Linked DNA regions of Sus scrofa: regions 1 and 2 are each linked to region 3. A link is a contact called in public Hi-C and promoter capture Hi-C data. All regions are on one chromosome and are shown on one strand. The core of a region is the stretch at or near the end of the contact, and the rest is flanking DNA. Distances in the headings are between cores, read along the strand shown.

What was found. Promoter capture Hi-C pulls out the DNA fragments that hold promoters and counts their contacts. A called contact is a pair of places that touch in the nucleus more often than the background predicts.
Region 1: a contact with region 3 is called in a Hi-C map of embryonic fibroblasts, with 1.7 times the contacts expected there. The contact joins the promoter of EXOSC3 here to the promoter of POLR1E in region 3. A contact is called at or near these places in 1 of 5 promoter capture datasets (liver), 1 of 47 Hi-C or Micro-C datasets (embryonic fibroblasts) and 1 of 2 datasets of contacts at active chromatin or transcription factors (alveolar macrophages).
Region 2: a contact with region 3 is called in a promoter capture Hi-C map of liver, with 2.7 times the contacts expected there. The contact joins the promoter of DCAF10 here to the promoter of POLR1E in region 3. A contact is called at or near these places in 2 of 5 promoter capture datasets (fetal liver and liver) and 1 of 2 datasets of contacts at active chromatin or transcription factors (alveolar macrophages).

What each region holds. Positions count from the first base shown.
Region 1 is chr1:238,540,106-238,543,595 of Sscrofa11.1, reverse strand. EXOSC3 (exosome complex component RRP40) reads left to right here and starts at 1,840. Exons shown (of 4, transcript XM_001929006.4): 1 at 1,840-2,807; 2 at 3,490. The coding sequence starts at 2,484.
Region 2 is chr1:238,566,300-238,569,651 of Sscrofa11.1, reverse strand. DCAF10 (DDB1- and CUL4-associated factor 10) reads right to left here and starts at 2,039. Exons shown (of 8, transcript XR_002336817.1): 1 at 1,416-2,039. LOC102166243 (a long non-coding RNA gene) reads left to right here and starts at 2,102. Exons shown (of 3, transcript XR_001306523.2): 1 at 2,102-2,254.
Region 3 is chr1:238,196,016-238,199,748 of Sscrofa11.1, reverse strand. It overlaps POLR1E (DNA-directed RNA polymerase I subunit RPA49), which reads right to left and starts at 2,090. Exons shown (of 12, transcript XM_021066147.1): 1 at 1,926-2,090; 2 at 960-1,063. The coding sequence starts at 2,001.

The sequences.
Region 1 (3,490 bases), core at 591-3,090, 340 kb before region 3:
CATTGTACTCTCTGGGCTTTTACCCTAATCATATTGTTACAGACACCATAGCACTTGGTATTCTCCTGTGGCCACACTGAACTCCCCCAGGGCAAGGACCATGATTCAGCCAACTTCCTGGTTCAGAGCAAATGCTCAACTAGTCTTGTAGACTGAAAGCTACAAAAAGGCTCAACTTTACCAATCAACAAAGCAAAGCAGCCATGAGATACCACTTTAACAACTTCTCAAATAGCAAAGATTTCTAAAGAGGAAGTTTTGGGTAAGAGTCCAGAAGGCCAAGGTTTGGTTCAACCTTTCCAAAGGGCGATTTGGTAATTTTCCCAAGGGAAATACTGAGAAATGCAGAGGTAAATCACAGAGGCAGTCAAGTGCAGCACCACCTCTACTGCACTGGCTCCAGGTCAACAAGGCCCCCAGGCAAGAAGCAGGCCTAATCCACTCGGTAGGATCTGCCAGAAAGGCTCAGGAAGGAGGCCAAAAACAAGGTACGGCCTAGGAGCTAGAAGGTCCGTGGCCGATTGCACGGGCCCTGGTCTCCTATGCATTCCCCAGTCACTGAAGCCACTTTCACAGCCAGAAAACATTGAGCACGCCTTTCGGAAACAAGAACTTCGCAATCGCGGCCCAACGCCTCACTTAGTGCCGCCGTCAGGGTTCGCGGCTCCTAGCCGGACTCCGCACACTTGCTAATGGCCTCGGCTTCCCACGCAACCGCATGCAGGGCCTGCCCGCTGCTCCCATTTCGCGCTTACTCACCAGTGGCCACACGGCTCCGCGGCGGCGAAGCACCTACGTGGTGACACGCAGTGCCCAGGCCAGGCTGCCTTCCCGCCTCCCGGGTGCCTTCCAGCGTCCCACCCTCTGGGCACGCCCTTTTGGGAGGGTCGCGCAGAGCACCGCCCACGAGGTACTTTCGACCCGCCCCTCCCGGCCTCAGCTTCCTGTCTCAGGTAACCACTCTTTTCCAGGCCTCTGGTCTGTGGACTTAGGGATGTGCGTGCCCACGTGCCACCCCCACAGAAGTGCCCTTGTTAGGACTCCTCAGCCGTATCTGGGCTGAGTTCCTGACAGAGACTCCTCTACTGATGCCTGAGAGGCCATCCAGGGATCGTTTCCTGACCTCTCAGGCTGTAACCCAATGTCACTGAGCACAATTCAGGCATGGTCTTGGCCCAGTCGTGATTGAGTTAGTCTTGGTCACCTAATACCTACTGGATTCAGGTCTTCAGGAACTGGGTTGGAGTAGGGAGGAGAGAAAAATAATCTACACCATCCTTTCTGCAAAGGTAACCAACCAGATTGTTTTTACAGCAACTGACTACAAAACAAACAACAAAAATTACATTTCAGTTGACCTCTGGTATCTTATTTAGGTGTCTCACCAGTATCTTACAGAGTATGGAGAGTATATTAGAGGTAATCTCTTTTAAATATGATCAGAGCCACACCCTCCCAAATCCCCAGGAGCTCTGACTCCTACGATTATTTGGCTAAGGCTAATTGGAGGTGCCAGTTGACAGAGGAAACGGTGATTTAAAATTTTTTTTCTTTTTTTGGCCGCACTCGAGGCATGTGCAAGTTACTGGACCAGGGATGGAATCTGTGTCACAGCAAGGCCCCGAGTGAGAACTCTGGAAAATGATTTCAAGTGAGAGTCCTGAAAATCAGAAGAACAGAGCTGATGTGCTATTGATTTGGAATTCAACTGCTTTTCACATAGGCAACTAAAGCTAGCTCCAGGGAAAGCAGTAGCAAGGATTTAACTGCCATTAGCGATTTTTCTAAGCCAGCTAGGGGTAGCGCAATTATGTGGAAATATGCATGCAATATGTATCTATTCGAAGGGAGGAAAAAAGCCTAGGTAGAAATGCACATCAAAATGTTAACATTCATTCTTCCTTTTATTCACCGGGTATTACCTACTTCGTGCCAGGACCTGCGCTACAAACAATGGGAACTAGCTGACAATCTAGCAAGGGAGACAAACGGGCGGCAAGACTAACACGTTTTATGTTCTTATTCTTCTCTATGTTTTCCATTATGTGAATAGATATATTCTCAAGCAAAACCCAAAAAGATTTCATACTGAAAAAGAAAACACTTTTCCTCGTAAAGGTCCTTTTGAGGGCAGAGTCAGAAAGGAGAGCCAACTCAAGAAGGACCTCTGCTCAGTTCCTAAGGCTCCCCGGGAACCAAAGGTGGCGCCGTCTCGTATCGCACCGTCCGATCCGAGACACCGGAAGTGGAGGCTCCGCGACAGACTCAAGCTGCGCGTTTCTCCTGCTGACCACCGCAGGATTAGCGGCCGGCTAGAGACAATCATAGCTACCTTGGGGCAACCTCTGAGAGCACAGAACTGTCAGGCATCACTGCAGTAGTTTCAAGTCCCACAGGCCTGTGCTGCCGGAAACGGAAAGCTTTGGGTGGCCTGGCGATTGGACGCGGACCCGGAAGCCGGAAACTGTTTAGTTACACTCGCTATGGCTGAGCCAGCCGCTCATGCTGCGGAGTCCTTTGCTGGTTGCAGGGCGCGGGCAGCCCGTACAGTGCTGGATCAGGTGGTGCTCCCGGGTGAGGAGCTGCTGCTGCCTGAGCAGGAGGACGGAGAAGGCCCAGGAGGTGCAGGGGAGCGACCGCTGCGCCTGAACGCCGGAGCGCGCCCGCGGGTGCGCGTGGTGTGTGGCCCGGGCTTGCGGCGTTGTGGCGACCGGCTGCTGGTCACCAAGTGCGGCCGCCTCCGTCACAAGGAGGCCGGCGGCGGCGGCGGCAGTGGCGTCTATTGGGTGGACTCGCAGCAGAAGCGGGTGAGCCGGGTCTCCGAAGGGGTGGGACGGCCGGGAGAGGGCTGGGAAGACTCCTCGAGAGAAATACAGAAGGGACCCTGGAGCCCTCTTTTAAGGCTAGCCTACAGCTACCGTAGTCTTGTGCTTACCCTCCGCAACTCCTTTAGGGGGACTGTGAACAACTGTAAAGTGACCCGAGATGGGCGACCAGGAAAGGATTTTGGAGATCTTGTCACATAAGGGGATAAGGGCTGTGAGACACGTCATTATCTTCAAAACTCCAAAAGTCAAGGAGCCGCAGACTTGTCTTTGAGGGTCCCAAAGAACCAGGCTCAATGAGTAGATGTCACAGGGACTTATGCAAACAAACCACTGAACTCATGCAAACAAAAACTAGGGAGTTCCTGAGGATACAGGAACAGAAGGATACAGAAGAGTTGTGGAATACTGACTTAAGTGAACACATTATACTGTTTAGAAGCTGCAATCTTTAGAGCTTATCATGTGATTGCTTTTCTTCTACTGAAGGTGGCATGTGATCAAGTTTGTTTTAAGATTTGTATTGATTGGTAAACTTGGATTTCCAAATATTTTCTAAGTATTTCTAATGATAATAAAGTAACCACTAAGGACTTGCTGAAGATGTCTTCAAAATGACTGTCATTTATGGTCATTCATTCTCTCGTTGTGTTTTCTTTTGTAGT
Region 2 (3,352 bases), core at 790-3,289, 370 kb before region 3:
CGCGAGACAGGGATGGCAGTGTTGTAAAACTCCGTTGGGATGATGGTTGTACAACTATATAATAAAATTCATTGAGTTAAAAACAAAAAGAAAAAAAGGATTTGCAGCAGTGAAATGGAATAGGATATAACTGCCCAGTGATTTCAGATTCTGTTACTTTGCTCCTTTATTAGCATATTTTATGTCTTTCTTCAGGCACAATTTTCTACTTTGTTAACCTATCATCTTTCAGCTTCTCTAACATGACATGCTGCCCCTCCAACCACAGGTGCTTTGACATACCAGTTCCTCTATCTGAAATATTTCTATCCCCTCCTCAACACTATCTTGACTCATCTACTCATTTTTTTAATCTTGGTTGAGTGTCACTTTCTTAAGGAAACCCTGAACACCCTGGTCCACAACAGGTTCTTTCAAGCTTTCACCTCAATTAAAAAATATATATATTATAAAATTTCTTAGTATGTTTATTAATATCTAGTTGAATCAATAGGTCCCAAGTCCAAGGAAAGCGGTGCCTTTACTGGTTTGTTCACCAATGCCACCTCTGCCTGTGGAACACAGTGAGTGCTCAATAAATACTTGCTGCATGAGGGAACGAATGAATGAACAAAGAAGGAAATGATTAGGAATCCAGAAGACTTGATCAGGTAAAGGTTGTATTATCTATGTTCTCTCATGGTGGAAATGTGTGAATTTTTTTCCCCTTTGTTTGCTGTTGAACTTGTCCACGTACTCACAAAACGATTTAAAAAATATTTATCACTTTGAAAATTCCCTATAGCTCAAAGTAAACCAAGGCCAAACACGGAATATCTAATTAGCCAGGAAAAAGGCTGTATACCCTTAACAGAAGCATGCGGTCTAGCCTCAGAACTTCACAGATGCCCCACAAAACACCTCTCTGCAGCGTCTTAGTATCTTACTGGAGCAAAGGAACGAAGAAAACCGGACTTGTCTCCCCAGGGCAAGTCAGGCACAGGGTACAGGGAGTCTGCAGACTCCCTTAGCCTTGATCAAGCTTATTTAGATAGGAAAGAAACAAGCCTAGGTAGGGTGACAGGGAAAGAATGGGCATTTATCCAAAGTGTGTTTACCAAGCATCTATGGTACACCAGAAAACCCTAGTTCTGGACTGGCTCTGACAGATGTGATGAGGGGCTTTAGGCACCACTCCTTCACAGAGCTCTGGTCCTGAAGGTGAGCAAACAGCACGGGCTCACCTACCTCCAGGGGCTGGATGAGGCCTTCAAAAGCGATACAGCGCTTCACAAAGAGCCAGAGGCACGAAGGCCGGCTGCCCTAAACGGACTCCCAAACCCCAGCTCGGGTCGAGCCAGCGGGACCCGGGCAGCGGCCCACCTGCAGCCGCGCCAGGCGAGGCGGGCCTCCACCCTCCGAGGGGCTGCGCTTACCCGTCGGGAGAGTACTCGAGATTGAAGACCGCCCCGTGGGTGCGGGTGCTGAGGTATACCGAGTCCGCGGGATGGATGGAACCATAGAGGTTAGTCATGGTGCGGAAATTGTCCCGCGCCGGGTCCACGAACAGCCCGCGGCCCAGGCTGCGCTCTCTCAGCCACCCGAACAGCCGGGCGCCAGGAACCCCCAGGACGGCGCCGAGGCTGTACCGGCGTCCAGCCCGGCAGTCTGGCCCGGGTCGCCGGCGGGGCGGGGAGGGCGGTGACGGCTCTCCCGGGGCGGAAGCGGCTGAGGACTCTAGAGCTCCGGGCTGCCGGAGCTCCCCAGCGCGCCCGGCTGGGAGCAGCGAGGGGGCGCACGGGCGGGGAGGGCTCCCGCAGGGCGATGGGGGAGGGGCGGCGTCAGCCCCCGGCTGAGGGGGCGCGGGAGGGGAAGGGAGCGGGCCGGCGGCTGCCCCCTGCCTCCCGTGCGGTGCCGGCTCCTCAGCCCTGGCCCCGGCCGCCTCGTCCCCTCCGGGGCTACCCGGCCCGAAGGGAAACATGACCAGCGCCCCCCGCCCCGGGCCACTGCCCTGCCGGCCGACACCTCAGCGCTCCCGCTCCTGCCGCCACTTCCGGCGTGCAGCTGCCTAACTCTGCCGGCTGGGAAACGCGCACCGCCCCTCGGCGGTCATCCGCCGGGGACCAAGAAAGTGGGAACACCTGGCCACTGCGGGTGCAGCCGACCTGCCATTGGAGATCGGGAATGACTATCTGTTGTGTGCGCGCAGCTGAGGATGCCCAGGGCCTGGGCTGCATGGGGGTAGCGTTAAGATCTGGGCACAGCGTGCGACACTGTGAGTATGCTGTTGTCAATGACAGGTTGTCAAACTAGTCAGTCTAAGAGGCCGGGTATGCTTATGTACTGTTTATTAAACATCCCTGCTTTACACTGAGACCAGCGAAGGGAAAAGAGGACCATATTATGTGCTAATCACACACTCTAGGTGCCATGGTGTACTACCTACTGAGCCTGGGACTCTAGGGACTCAGGTTAACGTCTACATTAAAAAGCTCTGGTTTGTGGCATTCCCTGGTGGTTCAGTGGGTCAGGGATCCGGTGTTGTCACTGTTGTGGCTTGTTCAGTCCTTGACCTGGGAACTTCCACATGCCACGAGTATTATCCAAAAAACAAAACAAAACAAAAAACCGTGGTCTGTACAGTGCCGGAAAAACGGGGCCTACTAGTGCTCTGGAGATCTGCCCAACTCCCAGGTACTTGATCTAATAGGTTAAGACTTCTGTACTCCTGAGACTAGTACAACATTTTAAGTCAACTATACTCCAATAAAATTAAATTTTAAAAAATAATAGGTGTTCCAGTTGTGGCTTAGCAGGTTAAGAACCTGACATAGTGTCTGTGAGGATGGGGTTCAATCCCTAGCCTCACTCAATGGGTTAAGGATTTGGAGTTGCTGCAAGCTGCAGCGTAGGCCACAGGCGAGGCTCCGATCTGGGGTGTTGCCCTGGTTATGGCACAGGCTGCCAGCTGCAGCTCTGATTCAGTCCCTAGCCTAGGAAGTTCCATAAGCCACAGGTGCACCCTTAAAAAGAAAAAGGAAATAAATAAATAATAGAACCTGAGGGGGAAAAAAAAAGATTTTATCAAGGTCAAAGCCTTACTCTCTGCAGGAAGGAACACCTGTCCATCCAGGAATCACTGAGGGAAGCTGGAGACCTGAATCAACTTAACCCCACAAGCAGTGGAGCCTAGGATAAATCCTGTTTATATCTGCCAAGCAAGGCATGAAGGGCATAACAGATGCAAGGCTATTCATCACTTATGTTGAAGATAAATACATAGAAGTCGTTTTCAGAAAAAGATTGACTGGAACTGGGGTGTTTGTTGGGGAGGGAAGGAGGATCTTCAGTAAAGGGAAGCTTGAGGTACAAA
Region 3 (3,733 bases), core at 841-3,340:
TTGAAAGGGAAGCCCCAGGTATTGCTGGCTTCCAGCTAGGCCAGAAAGTTCTTGGTGGAGCTTGGGAGAGTAGCTGAGCACGTAGAGGCATGCAACAAAATGATCCTGCAGGCAACCCCAAAGTCTAACCCCTTCTTGAACCTCTTTGCCACCTCTTCCATGACTGTTCCTTACATGCTCCCAGGACCATGGAAATGGCTAATATACTCCTCAATCATAGCCAAGTTTTCCTGCTTCCCCATGTTTGTCCTTGGTGTCCTCTTCACTTGGAATATTAGCCTCAGCTGTCAAACCTTCCTCCATCCTTCAGGGCTCCAATGCATCCTGCCACAAGAAGGCATTCTGGCAAGCAGAGCGCACTTTGCCCTGCTCTGTACCCTCCCTCCCTGGAATCCTGAACTTTGTCTCCTTATGTGTAAGTGTCCCCTACATCCAGTTCTCACTTCTCTAGATCAGTGGTTCTCAACCCAGGGAAATACCCCTATGGGGACATCTGGGAATGTCTGACATGCTATTGTCACAACGAGGAGGTGCTAGGTATATTTGGGTAGAGACCAGGGAAGCTGCTAAACACCAGGGATGTGCAGAACAGTCCCCACAACAAAGAATTATCTGGGTCAGAAGGTCAGTCGTGCTGAGATTGAGAAATGCTGCTCTAGATTATGAGCTCCCTCCGGGTGGGGCCATGTCTGACTTAGTTGTCTCCCTAGCTGCTTACGGCCCAGAGCCACAGTGGGGGTTCAATAGATGGTTGCTGAATGAACAAATGAATAAAGGGCTATCATTTCACCATAAGTGTGAAACTGAATGGAGCCTGCTCCCACACACCAGCCTGCTGGGGCTCAAAGTTCTTTAAGGCTAATCTGCTATCCCCTGCTTTTCTCCTCTCACTCCCTTCCACACCCAAGGGGCCTCCTGAAGCCTGCAGAGTGGAGAAAACAAGCTACTGCAGCACTTACCAGGATCCGCTGACTCCTCTTCCTGGGGTTTGTGGAATCATTGCTCTTGTACAAGGTGAAGCGCATGTTGCCTGGATTCTGCAGCTTCCCATTGGAGAACTGGACTGTAAGATTGTAGCCCAGGAATGACATGAGAGCAGAAGGACCAAGAGAGTATGATGCAGAGGAAACAGACAGTCAATGAGAGGGAGTGACTGAAGGAATGGGGATGGCAAAGAGGCCCAGGTCCTGGCCCAAAGGAGGTTTTTTTTTGTTTTTTGTTTGTTTTTTGTCTTTTCTGGGGCCAAATTCGCGGCATATGGAGGTTTCCAGGCTAGGGGTCTAATCAGAGCAGTAGCCACCGGCCTACGCCAGAACCACAGCAATGCGGGATCCGACCACCACCACAGCTCACGTCAACGCCGGATCCTTAACCCAATGAGCAAGGCCAGGAATCAAACCCGCAACCTCATGGTTCCTAGTCGGATTCGTTAACCACTGAGCCATGATGGGAACTCCCCAAAGGAGGGCTTAAGGAGATCCGGATCCAGGTGGGAAGAGGATGGGGAGGGGATGGGAAGGTAAGGGGAGGCCTGAGGAGAGAGGGGCTTCGACGGGAGGGAATAACTAGGGGAAATGGGACTAACTGACGAGGCCTGGACCAGACCTAAAAAGATAAAGAAAAATTCTGCCCAATGGAGGAAAGTAAATGGAGCAGGTTTGAGACTTGATGGGTGAGGAGATGACCGGGTCTAGAGTACTGGGAAGGGGTAACTGGTAAGGCCTCATTCAGCGGGAAGGTGGTGACAGAAACGCGGTGAGATGACAGAGGAACCCTGGCCGAGCCCTAAGTAGCAGTAGAGCCTGGAAGGGATCTGGCCCAGCTGAGAAGGGGGACGGACCAGTAAGGGAAGACGAGGGCTGTAGATACCGAGACAGAAAGGGAGGAAGTTACAGGGAGCTCTGCTCCGGCTCCGCAGTCCTTACCCAGTAAAGCTCTCTGGCTCTCTTCGGGGTCTCCACAGTACAGCCACCTTGCACTCGGCAACACCTCCGCCGCCATCTCGCCCTTCTACCGCCAAGCACAGGAGTTAAGACAACTGCGTCCGCTAGGTACACGCGGGTGGAAAAAAAAAAAAAAAAAAGGCAGGGCGGAAGAGGCGTGGCCTCTCCGGGCACCGCCCTGCGCACGCAGAGATGCGTGGCTCCGCCCCCATCAGGCCCGGCCCCTAAGCGCTGTCTCGCTGAGCTCTGAGGCGGGCCATCCCCTCTCACTCTTCGCCCGCCCCTCCGCGTGGAGAGGCGGGGTCTCTGCGCTCCCTATGCCCCGCTCCTTCCTCCGCAGCAAGGCGCAACACGTGATTGGCCCAGCACTCGGCCTGCTCTTTACAGGTCGTGTGCCGCTAGGGAGCACACTACCTTCAGGTCTTGCTTTAGCGCATAGACGGGTTTCTTCGCGGCTGAGTCTAGGTAGGGTATGGTCTATCTCTACCACCGAGGCAAATAAGTCTTACTGACGCCTGAAAGTCCAAGTTCAAATTTAGAATTTTTCGATAGGCAATCCTTGCACGCTAACTAAATGTGGCGACTGGCGGAGACCGGCCGCTTTCCAGGACCTCCATCCACACACCTGGATATCAATCCTTAAGCCCAAACGTGATCCACAATCCTGTAAACAGTAACATGACCTCATCTTCTCGGACCTTGGCACAGTACCACCTGTGGTTCAATCAACTCTGAGAGTATGGACCAGTGGGAGAGGCCCAGCAGACTCAAAGCTTCTGGGGTGGACAAGAAGGGGGAACCAGAAGGCATGGTCCTTTGTCCCCGCGGATTCAACCCTCCCTACCGCATGGGGAGTTATTAGGCAAAAAGGAGGATTAAAGCAGATCTTTCAGCATGGGCCCAGGCTAGGACCCGTTTTTCTCAGTCAAAGGAGGGTACTGTTGAAGGGAAAGAACCAGGTTGACTCATCTGTGTTTTCCAAATTGCCTTCTTTTGAGACTTCCCCTCCCCCTGCACGTACTTCCAAGATGATCTAAAAAACATTAACACCTGGGAGTTCCCTTCGTGGCGCAGTGGTTAACGAATCCGACTAGGAACCATGAGGTTGCGGGTTCCGTCCCTGCCCTTGCTCAGTGGGTTAAGGATCCGGCGTTGCCGTGAGCTGTGATGTAGGTTGCAGACGCGGCTCGGATCCCGCGTTGCTGTGGCTCTGGCGTAGGCCGGTGGCTACAACTCCGATTAGACCCCTAGCCTGGGAACCTTCATATGCCACTGGAGCGGCCCAAGAAACGGCAAAAAGACAAAAAAAAAAAAAAAAAAAAGATAACACCTGAGCTCTCCTTTTTCTGAGCAAGTCTTTTCTAATTACCAAATCTCAACTTACAGAAAAATTGCAAGTACAGTGCAAAGAAATTTTCTGGCCCTGAACTTTTTAGAGTAAGTTATCAACCTGATGCCCCATCACACCTGAAGACCATGTATAGTATTTCCTACAGACAAAAACGATCCCTAAATGGCTACACTACAGCCATAAAAATCAGGAAATTAACATTGCTACATTACTACCATATACTCATCATTTCCCACTTCAGTTCATCAGCTCTTCTGGTAATGTCTTTATAACAGAAGATCTTGTCCAGAATCACATATTGCATTTAGCTGGCATAGCTCTGTAGTCTCCTTCCACCAAAAACAGTTTCTTACTCTGACTTTGAATTTTAAAGTTCACAGGCCAGTTATTTTGAATGTCCTTCAATCTGTTTGTCTAATGTTTCTCTAATGTTTCCAAG